Linked DNA regions of Zea mays: region 2 is linked to region 1. Evidence: chromatin contacts called from public Hi-C data. All regions are on one chromosome and are shown on one strand. Each heading gives the region's core, a stretch centred on a gene start, on an enhancer-like site or on the middle of the called end of the contact. The rest is flanking DNA. Distances are from core to core; before and after follow the strand shown. Region 1 holds the start of LOC100277886. Region 2 holds the start of LOC100382104 (putative WAK-related receptor-like protein kinase family protein).

Evidence for each region. Hi-C and Micro-C count contacts between places; a contact is called where the count stands out from the background.
Region 2: a Hi-C map of ear shows a contact between it and region 1, with 4 times the contacts expected there. The contact joins the promoter of LOC100382104 here to the promoter of LOC100277886 in region 1. A contact is called at or near these places in 3 of 25 Hi-C or Micro-C datasets (ear and leaf).

The regions. Positions count from the first base shown.
Region 1 is chr4:70,218,399-70,224,149 of Zm-B73-REFERENCE-NAM-5.0, forward strand. It overlaps LOC100277886, which reads right to left and starts at 3,007. Exons shown (of 4, transcript NM_001175578.1): 1 at 2,194-3,007; 2 at 1,638-1,708; 3 at 569-803; 4 at 70-485. The coding sequence starts at 2,373. The coding sequence ends at 240.
Region 2 is chr4:70,417,417-70,423,167 of Zm-B73-REFERENCE-NAM-5.0, forward strand. It overlaps LOC100382104 (putative WAK-related receptor-like protein kinase family protein), which reads right to left and starts at 3,208. Exons shown (of 3, transcript NM_001174865.1): 1 at 2,300-3,208; 2 at 2,122-2,184; 3 at 1-722. The coding sequence starts at 3,092. LOC100277089 reads right to left here. Exons shown (of 6, transcript NM_001150753.1): 6 at 5,507-5,751.

The sequences.
Region 1 (5,751 bases), core at 1,757-4,256:
AGCCGCGCCTAGGATTTTTTTGGGTCGGTAGTCTTTAAAACAATGACAGACACACATGCCCACCTACTTCATCATGCAACAGCATATGTTTTCATCATCAATAAACATGAGCAGATAACCGTCAAGATTGTCCCAGCCATCCCTTTACATCTACCAGGCTAGCAACGGCACATACTGATCCTACTAGGGCACTACTGCTGTACCAGAGCTAACATTGTCGTTTACCTATACTCTAAGGACTAACGTTGATCCTGACATGAGATCTTCCTCTTCCCAGATCGCCCTGCTGGGTTCTGGACATCCCAGAACACAGGCATCCTCCCCTGGGTTGGGCCGGCAACAACATCACTTCCCATCTCCATAGGATACCTCTTTGAGTTGTTGCCGGCAGCAGCATCACTTTCCATTGGATACCTCTTTGACTTGTTGATGCCAAGAGGGGCCCTGTTGCCATGGCGCTCTTCGACGATTTCCATCTCATAACCCTGCAATGAGATAAACCTGTTCAGATAACTCAAGTTTGGGAGCTATTGCAGCAAGTGGAATGAGGTTTATCACAATTTCATACCGGCTCACAGGCCTCATTGAGGTCAATCGCCGGATACACCCTTGGAGAACCACCGCGCCTTGGCTGCACCAGCTGGTTTCTACTGGAGCTCCCGACAGCACGAACCAACTGGTGCTGGGCGTCACTTACCGAAGCAGCCCTCCAGGATGCAGACGACAGTGCTGGATTCTTCACTCTACAAGCAATTGTCTGAGAGGGGTTCTTAGCCATAGATTGGTATCTCTTACGCAAGAATCTGCAACACCATGGGTTTACACAACTGTTTAGCAAACATGCCAGTATGCCACCCACATAAACAGATATCACACAACACAACGATAACACACACTGACGCAGGCATCATACAACTATAGATGGTCAAGTGGGCGTGCTAAATAGACTGGTACTAGACACGACATGACCCGTAGTGCTTTAACACGGCACGACACGATCCATAGGCCACCACTGCCACCCCGACATGATGAGCTAGCACTAGCACGAGCACGACACGATCAAGAGGTCGGCACAACTAGACACGGCTTAGACCAACTGATGGTCTATAGATGCGATTGTAATGTGTGCATGTGATTGTGAAATATGATTTGTTATGGTTTTAAAAATAATAAATCCACTCTATACTAGTATGAATGTTCATGTTTTAAAACTATATATATAATCTTAAGTTGTTCTAGATCTAGATTTTTTGAGAGCTGAGCTAGAACGGGCACTACTAGATCTAGATGCTTTAAAATTATATATATAATCTTAAAGATTTTCTAGATCTAGATTTTTTGAGACCTGAGATAGAACGGGCACTACTAGATGCTAATGTCAATGCTGGCACGGCAGGATTAGGCATTGTAGTGCCATGGTTGGGCTGATGGCTAGACGCTAGTTCTGGCACAGCACGACCCAGCACGATTAATAACAATGCCTAATAGTGTCATGACTAATAGCGCCGTGCTTTATAGTGTAAGTGCCGTAGGACCCGTTTGGCCATCTATACATACAACAGTTAACACACGCACACACAGAGAGACAAATAACACATGTACACACTTGAGCAAAAATGGTATGATCTGAGAATTACTTGACTTCAGCCAAAAGCCTCTTCTTCCTGAGCCTCTCCATGTACAGCCTCTCCTTCTTTGCTTGGGTTTCCTGTACAGGTCAACAAGACCTAACCATTGTCAGATATTATTCAGATCATGCATATCAAAGTGGAGATAAATAAACCCAGCAAAATGTTATAGAAGTTATAATGCCTCGAATGCTAAATCTCCAACAAAAGCTGAATTGCAAATCGCAGTGGAACAAACTAGAACTAAAACTAACACCATGAAACTCGAATGCACAGATGGGTCTAAGAACGCCGTAGCAAACAGGTTGAACCTAACTAAAGGCAAGAGATCCACAAGAAATCGTCAAAAGAACACAAGGGACGAATGAAACCTAAACCCCAAAAAGAAAGGGCATAACAAACACCGCAAACATCACAACAACAAATCCCGGGGAAAACGACAAGTAATAAACGTGGCTCTCAAACCGAATAGATGAGGCAAAACCTCCCCCAATCCCGAGATCAGCTCAGATCAGATCAACACCAGCATGAGTTGACGGGTCAAGAAGAGAATCTCTCGGCTCACCTTGATGAGCTCCTGGTAGTCCTGGAGGAGGGACCGGTACCTGAGGCTCGCCCTGTGCGCCGCCTCGTCCCCGGCGCCTCGGACCGGGCCGGGCGCGCGAGAAAAGAACGGCAGCCGCGACGTCGGAGCCCCAACCGCCGGCTGGGCCAAGACGATCTTGGTTTTCTTGGTGGCCGCCATGGCCTAGATCACTCGCCTCAAACCCCGAAGAAACGGAGCGCAGGGGATGAGGAGCAGAGGATAGGGGAGGAGGGACCGATGAGGAAAAGGCGGAGCAGGAGAGGAGATAGGACCGAGGAAGGAGACGAGAAGAAATAAAGGCGGAAGGCGAGGAGGAGGTGGAGGTGGGGGAAGTTTCTTGCGCCTGCCTGCCCTGGCCTGCTGTTGCTCGTCCCCGCTTTCTCTCTCCTGCCGTGGGCGGCCGTGTGAAGGGGAGAGGCGGAGAGCTCCTCTGACCCATGGGTGAGGTGAGGTCGAAAACCCAAAAAGGCCCAACGATTGGTGGCAATAGGAGTCCGGGGCGGACGGGGCGAGATTGAGGAAGCACGCATGCCCGGCAAGAAACGCCACCGCCCCCAACGACTCTGGACTGTATCCCCCACCCCTTATCTCTCTCTACCCATCATCCTATCAGCAGTGGTGGACGACAGGAGGCCGGTGGTAATGGTGCGTGGATTGGGGAGTAGTGGGCCGCTGTCCCTCTCCGACTTGCTTCCGCACATCTCCCGTGTCTGAGCGAGAAGAGGTCTTGCTTGGCCTCGCCTCATCGGGCATTCTTGGAAGCCGCGTGTGCCTTCTCTCTCAACCTCCAGAGGAGACAGCCAGACAGGAGAGGCACGGAGAGCACGCACCAGAGAACAGAGTGGTGGTATCAATGACGGGAGAGGACGACGATAGAGACGACCACATATGTATTTTAAATATATTTTACTATCTTCTATTAAAATAATCTTCTCTTACATATAAGTCTTTCTCGCGTCATTCTTCTTAAACAACTTCCCTATACACTTTAACTCAATTAATTAACATATATTTATTATTTTTAAAAAATATTAAAAACTTTACAATAGTTATACTATCCTATACACGTTATTATCACGTTAAAAGGCTTAGATAGGATTAATAATATCATAAAAAACAGTTTGATAAGAATAAGAGGAGCACATTGTTTCTCTTATATACATACATGGAGATTTCATCTCTGGTACATATGGGAACCGTTAGACTCACAGTGGCGGACGCAAGAAGAAAGTTCAGGTGGAGGCCAATCTGCAATGGAAAAATCACTAAAAATGTTAAAATAAAGGTAGTTTTTAGTAATATCATGAAAGTTAAGTTGTAATATCATGACTATTACAACAGAAAGTGGTGTTGTCGTGTCAATGTAAATCACGTCGGAGTCAACCAATCGGGGATAAGAGTTGCGACGTTGTGGCAGCTTGCACTCTAGTGGAAGACCATGGTGAACGACGAGCTGGTGACGGTAGGCTATTGACTATGCGATGGGCTAATAATGACAGCAGCATGGGCGACTAGGCAGCAGGCTAGCGACAGTGGGCTTATGACTAGGTGACGGGCTGGTGGCGATGATTGGGCGACAACAATGATAGGGCAAGCGTTGAGCAGGGGTTGGACGTTGTAGACCTGTGGTTGGTGTCTTCTTCTGTCTGCCTATGTTTCAGTCGATGTGGGTTGTGGTCTAAGATGGTGGGCTATACCGTGTGGGTTAGTGATGGTATGTCGTGGTGATGTTTATCTATTTTGGCCTCATATACATTATACCTTTTTTATTTATAGTATATACGAAAGGTAGGTATAAAGAGTTTCAAAAATTAAGGTGGGGTTATGGCCCACCTTGCCCACATTGTGGATCCGCCCCTGGAGAGGTATAATGCCCCTATGTCCAGTTGGGGCCGTTTAAGGGGCTCAGTTGGAGCCAGGTTAAGGCTGGTTCTAGACCTAAGCTATACCGCTAGCTTGCGTGGTACGTTGGCTCAAGGTATTGCTGTCATGGTTTCAACATCAATCGGCACGAGCTTGTGGTCACCGGGACAGTCGACTTATACCCGGTTGGTAACAGCCTCACTGCGGAGCATTCGGTTCATAATGACTGTCTGGTGACTTGTGGTGTTGCTTGATTGGTTCACGTCATTTTGAATTTTAAAAATTAAAAATCCAAAAAAATTAAAAAGTATATTAGAATCTGATCTACAGATAAAGGAGTGTTTGAACTCATTCGCACAAGTCACATTTTGAATTTCTCTACCGCCGCCTCATACGCATATCACAATCATTTCATTTGAGTAAAGCATTGTTGAGATGTCTTCATCGAGTTCGGACATCGACATGATCGAAGATGGGGTGATCGAGTTGTTGTAACAAATTATAATGTAGCAGGCATTAGAGGTTGCCTCTAGGTCTTTCACGATTAACAAACGAACAAGGCAACATCGGAGCTACATCGATCGCGACCGTATATTCGCCCCTGACTGGTTAATGCAAGACCACTTCAACGATCTGTGGGCCTACCTGTCGCTCTACTTTCATCAAAGTTACCGCATGTTCCTTCAAATCTTAGAGGGGTTGGGTGAGCATTGTCCCGACTTCATATGTGGTCGTGTAAGATGTCACACCCAGGTTTTAGAGACCCGGGCACGAACATAATCACCAGGTGTGCTGGGACCAAGTCTAACACCTATGATGAATCATGGTACAGAAACGAATGTCACATCTTTATTATATAATAGGAGTTCTGTACAAAATAAATAAATAATTACATCATATGAATACAACGATCCAGCAACCCAAAGTTGACTGGGAGACGACGGCCTAGACCTCTCACGAACACAACGCAACATCCTCCATGCGCCTCATCCTGTGGTACCTGTTCTTGACCTGTGGGGGGTGAGACAGCAAGGGTGAGCTCACATATGTTCATTGCTCAACAAGTTGTGGGAATAATGTGCATGAACTCACCCAAGGTGGGAATTCATGTGATGTGTAAGACTGATCAATAATAGGGGTTAAAGCTGAGCATTGCTTTTAATAAGTTAGTCAAATTTTTATTAGCAGTTACTAAATATAAGTAAATACCAAACCATAATAATAATAGAACAAAATTAATAATAAATCACATTCAATGCAAATGACAAATTGAATTTAGTTCCATAATTTAATCATGCGAGAGTCCTGAGCTGCTCATGACCGTGAGCACGGCTAGTATACCAGTTTTACACTCTGCAAAGGTTGTACCCTGTACCCACAAGTCATGTATCCCATGTCGCTAGGGTTAGCTAGACCCTTAGACACTAACAAGGTGAATGACTAGGGATCCACTACGAGGCCTTTACAAAATTCCACTAGCTTCAGAAAACTCGCTACAGTTTCTAGGAAGAGCAATATAGGAATCCCCCGTCTGACCGCCATCGCAGCAAAATCAACCCGAGAACCTCCCTACACGCCTACTCCCCTACTGCCTTTCCCCTACCGGGTAAGGTAGTCCTCCACTAGCTTTCCTAGTTAGTCAGCCAAGGGCGTCCCATTCCACCCTTGTGGTGG
Region 2 (5,751 bases), core at 1,958-4,457, 200 kb after region 1:
GTACTCCGGGTCCAGGTAACCCAGGGTGCCCTGGGCGCAGGTGGACACGTGGCTCAGCCCGGGCTCCGCCAGCCGGGACAGCCCGAAGTCGGAGACCTTGGCGTCCAGGCGGGCGTCCAGCAGGATGTTGCTGGACTTGATGTCGCGGTGGTAGATGGGCGGCACGGCCGCGGAGTGGAGGTACGCGACGCCCTCCGCCGTCTGGCGCGCGATGGCCAGGCGCTGGCGCCACCCGAGCGTGGGCGGGCGGCTCAGGCTCGTGGCGCCGTGAAGGTGGTCGGCGAGAGTGCCGTTGGGGACGAACTCGTACACCATGAGCGGCTGGTCCAGGTCGACGCAGCAGCCGAGCAGGCGGACCAGGCTGCGGTGGTTCACCTGCGACAGCACGCGCACCTCGTTCAGGACCTGGTCCGTGGACTTGGTGTTGCCCAGCTTGGCGCACTTGACGGCCACCACCGTGCCGTCGCCGAGCACGCCCCTGTAGACCTCGCCGTAGCCGCCGGCGCCCAGGAGGTTGTCGCGGGAGAAGTTGCCCGTGGCGCGCTTCAGCTCGCGGCCGGAGAAGTTCCTGGCGGTGCGCCCGCTCGCGTTGTTGGCGTTCAGGATCTCCTCCCGCTCCTTGGCCAGCCTCTCCCGGGCGAGCCGGACGCGCCGCTGCCGCCGGTACGCCAGCAGCCCCGCTGCGGCGAGCAGCAACGCGCCGCCGAGGCCGCACACCAGCCCTGCGTCGCGTCACAAAAACCATCACAACATTTGAATCGATCGCTGAACTTTAATTTTTGAAGGCGAGGAATTTTAAGTTGACTCATCAAAAGCCTTCGACTAATTGACTGCCGGCCGGCCGCCCGGCCGTGTGTGAAATTCCATTGGAGACTTGTCTTAATCTACGGAAAGTCAGATCTGTCGCGTCGAGTATCGATGAGCTTGACAACGAGAACTGATGACTCGAAGTTGTGTTCGGTTTATGTGGCAGTAGTTTATGGACTTGGTGAATAATGCTTGTCATGGTTTTTTACAGAGTGGAGCCTAGGCTGTAAATAATGCTTGTATAGTTTTAGGCCTGATTTTCTTTTTTTAAATGAATCGATTCTTTATTTTTTCTTCTTAGGTTCCGTTTGTTTGGTTGGAATTAAATTCCATTCCAATAATCATAATTTAGACACAAACTAATTAAGTTATTATATTTGTATATGTAATTTATTTGTATATTAGCTTAAATTATATGAGAGAAATAGTTATACACTGTAGGATGTTGCTGGACATCTATAAAAAACAAGTAGAAAAGTGTATTATAAGTTGTATATTAGAAAAGTAGCATGTAAATCTATAGAATCAGTTTCTATATGTCACCCATAAATTTGAGATATGTTTATATATAAACGTTGAAAAGTTATGAAATATCAAATTCTAAAAAAATAGACTACTTCATTAATTAGTTTTCAATTCCTCAAAATCAAGGTAAACAAACGGGCCCTTATACTAATATATGCCGGAACAAAACGTTCTCAGATCTTTATAAAAACATAACGTAGAGTGAGCCGTTGATCTGGACCTCATGGGCTGATAGTTGTCTTGTCTGCTGCCAGCCGCCAGTCTTTGCAACACACATTCATGGAGTGGTCAAAGCTTATCCCTCTATGACTATGGTCCATGCCATGAGCCCCCCAAAGTTGACCATACCATTGTGGCTTATCAAAAGGGTAAAGGGTTGAATGCAGCGTACCTACTGTCGACTGGACTAGAAGGGTCAAAAGGGTTGCTTGAGTCGACCAAACCACTACCTCCTCTTTACCCAACGCGTCATATGAGGGATTTGTACTACGCCGAGGAAAATTGTTGTCAAAGTTTTAGCGGTTAATATGAGGTATGTATTATACGGTTACCCGTGACAGTAGATGGCAATAAAAAAAAGACGAAGCAAGCACTGATCTAGAATTTTCCGGTAGGGTATGTCATCTAAAATTTGTATATATATTCAATCAAACTATCTAGCAATTTAGAAACATTTTTATGTGGCATCTAATCATTTGTGTCAAGCAGTAACTAAATATTTTCTTTTTTTTTAGGTTTTGAGATTTGTCGAACACTCTGAACGACAAGAACACGGAAGCAAGCGGTTACCTGCAATGAGAGGCGCATGGTTGGATCCTCCGCAGCCCCCAGCGATCTGGCAATCAGAGGGATCTGCACCAAACCGAACAAGTAGTACAGGAGTTCCATTTAATTCAGGACCTGTCCATCCTCGTCCTCGAGTCTTCGATTCAACGGCGTGCAGATGCAGCGGAAAGAAATTACGTACTCAGCTGGCACGCGCCGGCGAGGGGGCTCCACGAGAGCCCGGGCACGCAGAAGCAGCGGCGGGCCGCGGGCGTGAGCGGGTCGTCGGCGCAGGTGGCGTTGGCGCCGTCCTCGCAGTCGGCCTGCGTGCGGCAGAGCGGCTCCCTGGGCGTGGCCCACTGCAGCTCCAGCCCGAGGCGGCGGCCCCACGTGGCCGGCGGCTGCGCCGCCGGGTCGAGCCCCACGAAGCTGCGGTACGCGCTGCAGAACTGCGGGGACACCCGGATGCTGTAGGACGTGGACGAGCCCCCCGCCACGAAGGTGCAGCAGAGCGGCAGCGGCGCGCAAGCCGCCGCCGTGGACCCCGTGGCGTTGGCGTAGACGTGGCAGAGCGAGTTGGAGGAGCAGTTGAGCGGCGACAGCAGCAGCGCGCTGGTGCAGTTGAGCAGCATGATGGTGTTGGACGAGCTCACGTTGAACGGCAGCGACGCGTTCAGCTGCACCCCGCCGCCGCGCCCCTCCGACACGCACCTGCTGCCCTGCGCCACCAACGGCGCCGGCGCGACCACCAGCCGCTGCGTCGCGGCCGAGATGGACGTGATCCGGTACGACGTGCCGTTCAGCGCATCGAACATGAGCGTCGGCGACGACGTCGACGAGTTGGTGGCGGCGGCGCACCGGACCTTGTACGCCGGGTCGCCGCAGCCGTCGCCTGTGCTGAGCGGGTACGGCACGGCCGTCGACCCGCACGGCGGGCACACCCGCGCATGGCTCGCCGGCAGCACCAGCAGCAGCGCGAGGAGAGCGATACCCATCTCGGAGACGGAGTGGAGGACCCAAATGCTTACCTTGTCTCCTCGCGCTTGTCGTATGTAATATGTATGAATTATTTCTTCTATTAAGGAGGAGGTTTGACTTTTTATCTGCCTGCTGTCCGTCCCCATCAACCTGCATGATTTTGGCCTTGCGATGAATATAAGAGGAGAACTCCCAAAACGATTCCATACAGGAGTAAAAGCATCATGCATGTTAGAGTGGGTGTTTCGTCGTTGCTGGTTGTTTGGTCGGCACTACAAATTACATTTAGAAATCGGTAAACTTAAATTTTAGATAAATCTGTTTTCATGGTTCGACGGTTCCACGGACGTAAACTTTTGAAAACCCCCTTAATTTTGCTTCAATCAACTCGTGATCATCCCACCTTCGCGACATATAAGCCCTTGCAATTTTAAAACCCCATCAATTTTTCCTAGATCAACTCACGATTAAAAGACCAAAAATGAGTGCAATGCTAGAGTTTGAACTATCGCCCTCCCTTCTCACATGTATAGGTTCTAACCAATAGAATTCGCAACCGTTTGAGTTTAATAGGGAATAGGTATTGTAAATATTCTGAATATAGAAACTGTAGTAACACACAACAACCAACTAAAATAATTGGTCTTCAACTATTCTAATGAGGACATGTTTATCATTGGAAGACTTGATGGCTCACTGGATAAGAAATTTATGGAGTGTTTAGTTTGAGGAATGATGTAGTCCATCATCTTCTCACTCCTTACTTTTTTGTTTGGTTTGTGGAATGGAGTGAGTTAATCCATCACCACCTCATTCCTCATAGTTAGTTGTTTAGTACTAATATGTGAAATGGAGTCATCCCACCAAATTTGAGAAATGAACTCATGATGCACCACTTCATTTTGGATAGAGTGATTCATCAAACCAAACACCTCATTAGAGAGCATGTCAAATACGTTAATTATATATATAGTGTACCACACATATTCGGTGTGGTACTGAATACCACACTATATATGACACCAAGGGAGCATGTGAACATGCATATTTTGGTTTTGAACTCATCGGACACCTCACATAGTTAACAGCTAGTTTAGATCTATTAGATAGGTATTGGACGTATCCAATGCAGTGATCGATGGTGCACTAGACATGTTTGATGCCCTCAAGTTTAATTTTTCAAGTGTTAATAGTTAGATTCCTTTGTGGGGCTACAAATAGACTCCTTGGCCAGCCTTAGTCGACATCTCTAAACCACCAACACTTGCATAACCTCTTGAGGATAAAGAAAAACACTTCACTCATAACTCATAGTTCGTCACTTGAGTGAGATTGGAGAAATCCTAGTGCATTGCATATAGTTCAAGCATTTTGTGGCCCTAGTTGAGTAACTTCGACTGATTACACTATTATTACTCTTGGTGATTGATGTCAACTAGATAAGCTGGAGTTTGTGGGATTGTTGAGCAACTATTGAGGATTGACATCGGCTCTGGTCATCGTTGTAAGGAGCTCTTATGCTCATTCCTTGGAGGAGTTTTGTGAAGGGCAACTCTACTGATATCATGGCTACTTGGAATGACTATCTAGAGTTACTCTTATGGCATCCTTATTATAGGCTTGGCTTGTAATGTCAAATAGCATATGGATCATCTAGCTTGGATTTGCCACAATGAGGATGTAAGTTTCTAACAAGCAATCGAACCTCGAGGGTGATTCTTGTCTCATATTTTGCCTTGTGTGGTTTACACTCCAAATTATTCTTGTAATTACACTTACTTGTTATATCATTTCTTCATCCTCTCCTCTTGTTGTCTGCAAAGTTTAAAGGCAGTCAAAGAAACTTTGCTCGAGCGACACCATCGTACCTCTGAACAACACTACTACACCCCGACACTAGGACATTTGAGTGGCACTACCGCTCTACTGTGAGGGTCTTTTGTTTGGTCTTTTGGTGTTCAAATCAAGCTCTTTTGGTTTAATGGATTGTTTGAAGCATCCAATCAACAATTAATTAATATATTCTTGATTTGACCCATTTTGGAGTTTTTGGTATCTATAAGGTTGGGTTGAGCAAAGAATGCTTCAATGTAAGAATTTTTATTGGCTCTCATTCATCACCTCTAGTAATTCATCACCTTCTAGTCGCTTATTCTATCCTCCATAGGTAATATGATCTTAGGTTTTCAATTAGCTAGAGTATCCAAACAACGACAGCTAAACTTAAGTTTAGCTCTAGCAATTAGCTAGCTAAACTTTAGTTGGGTGGCAATTAGCTATCTAAACTTAAATTGGGGTGGATTCAATCGAGACCTATGTCTTGTACAGTCTGAGTACTCCAAATTGCTGGAGGTCATAGATCTTGTTGTCATTCGAATATATAGATAGATAGCACTCATTATATGGGGTACTGTAGCACATAAATCATATATTGCTGCTCCAGTTCCACTAGCAAATAGAATGTCAAAATTCTTTCCGGAAAGAAACTCAGATAAATTGCACTCAAGATTCGAGGCCAATTGCTCCCAGAACTGGGGAATTAAGCAAGCCTATGCAGCTTTGCTCCATTCCCTGTTACATGTAGAACAACACAGCAATGCAGATAAATTCATCTTCATCACCACAGCAATGTACATAAGTTTATCTTCATCACCAGGAACTTCTACCTTCCTTTAT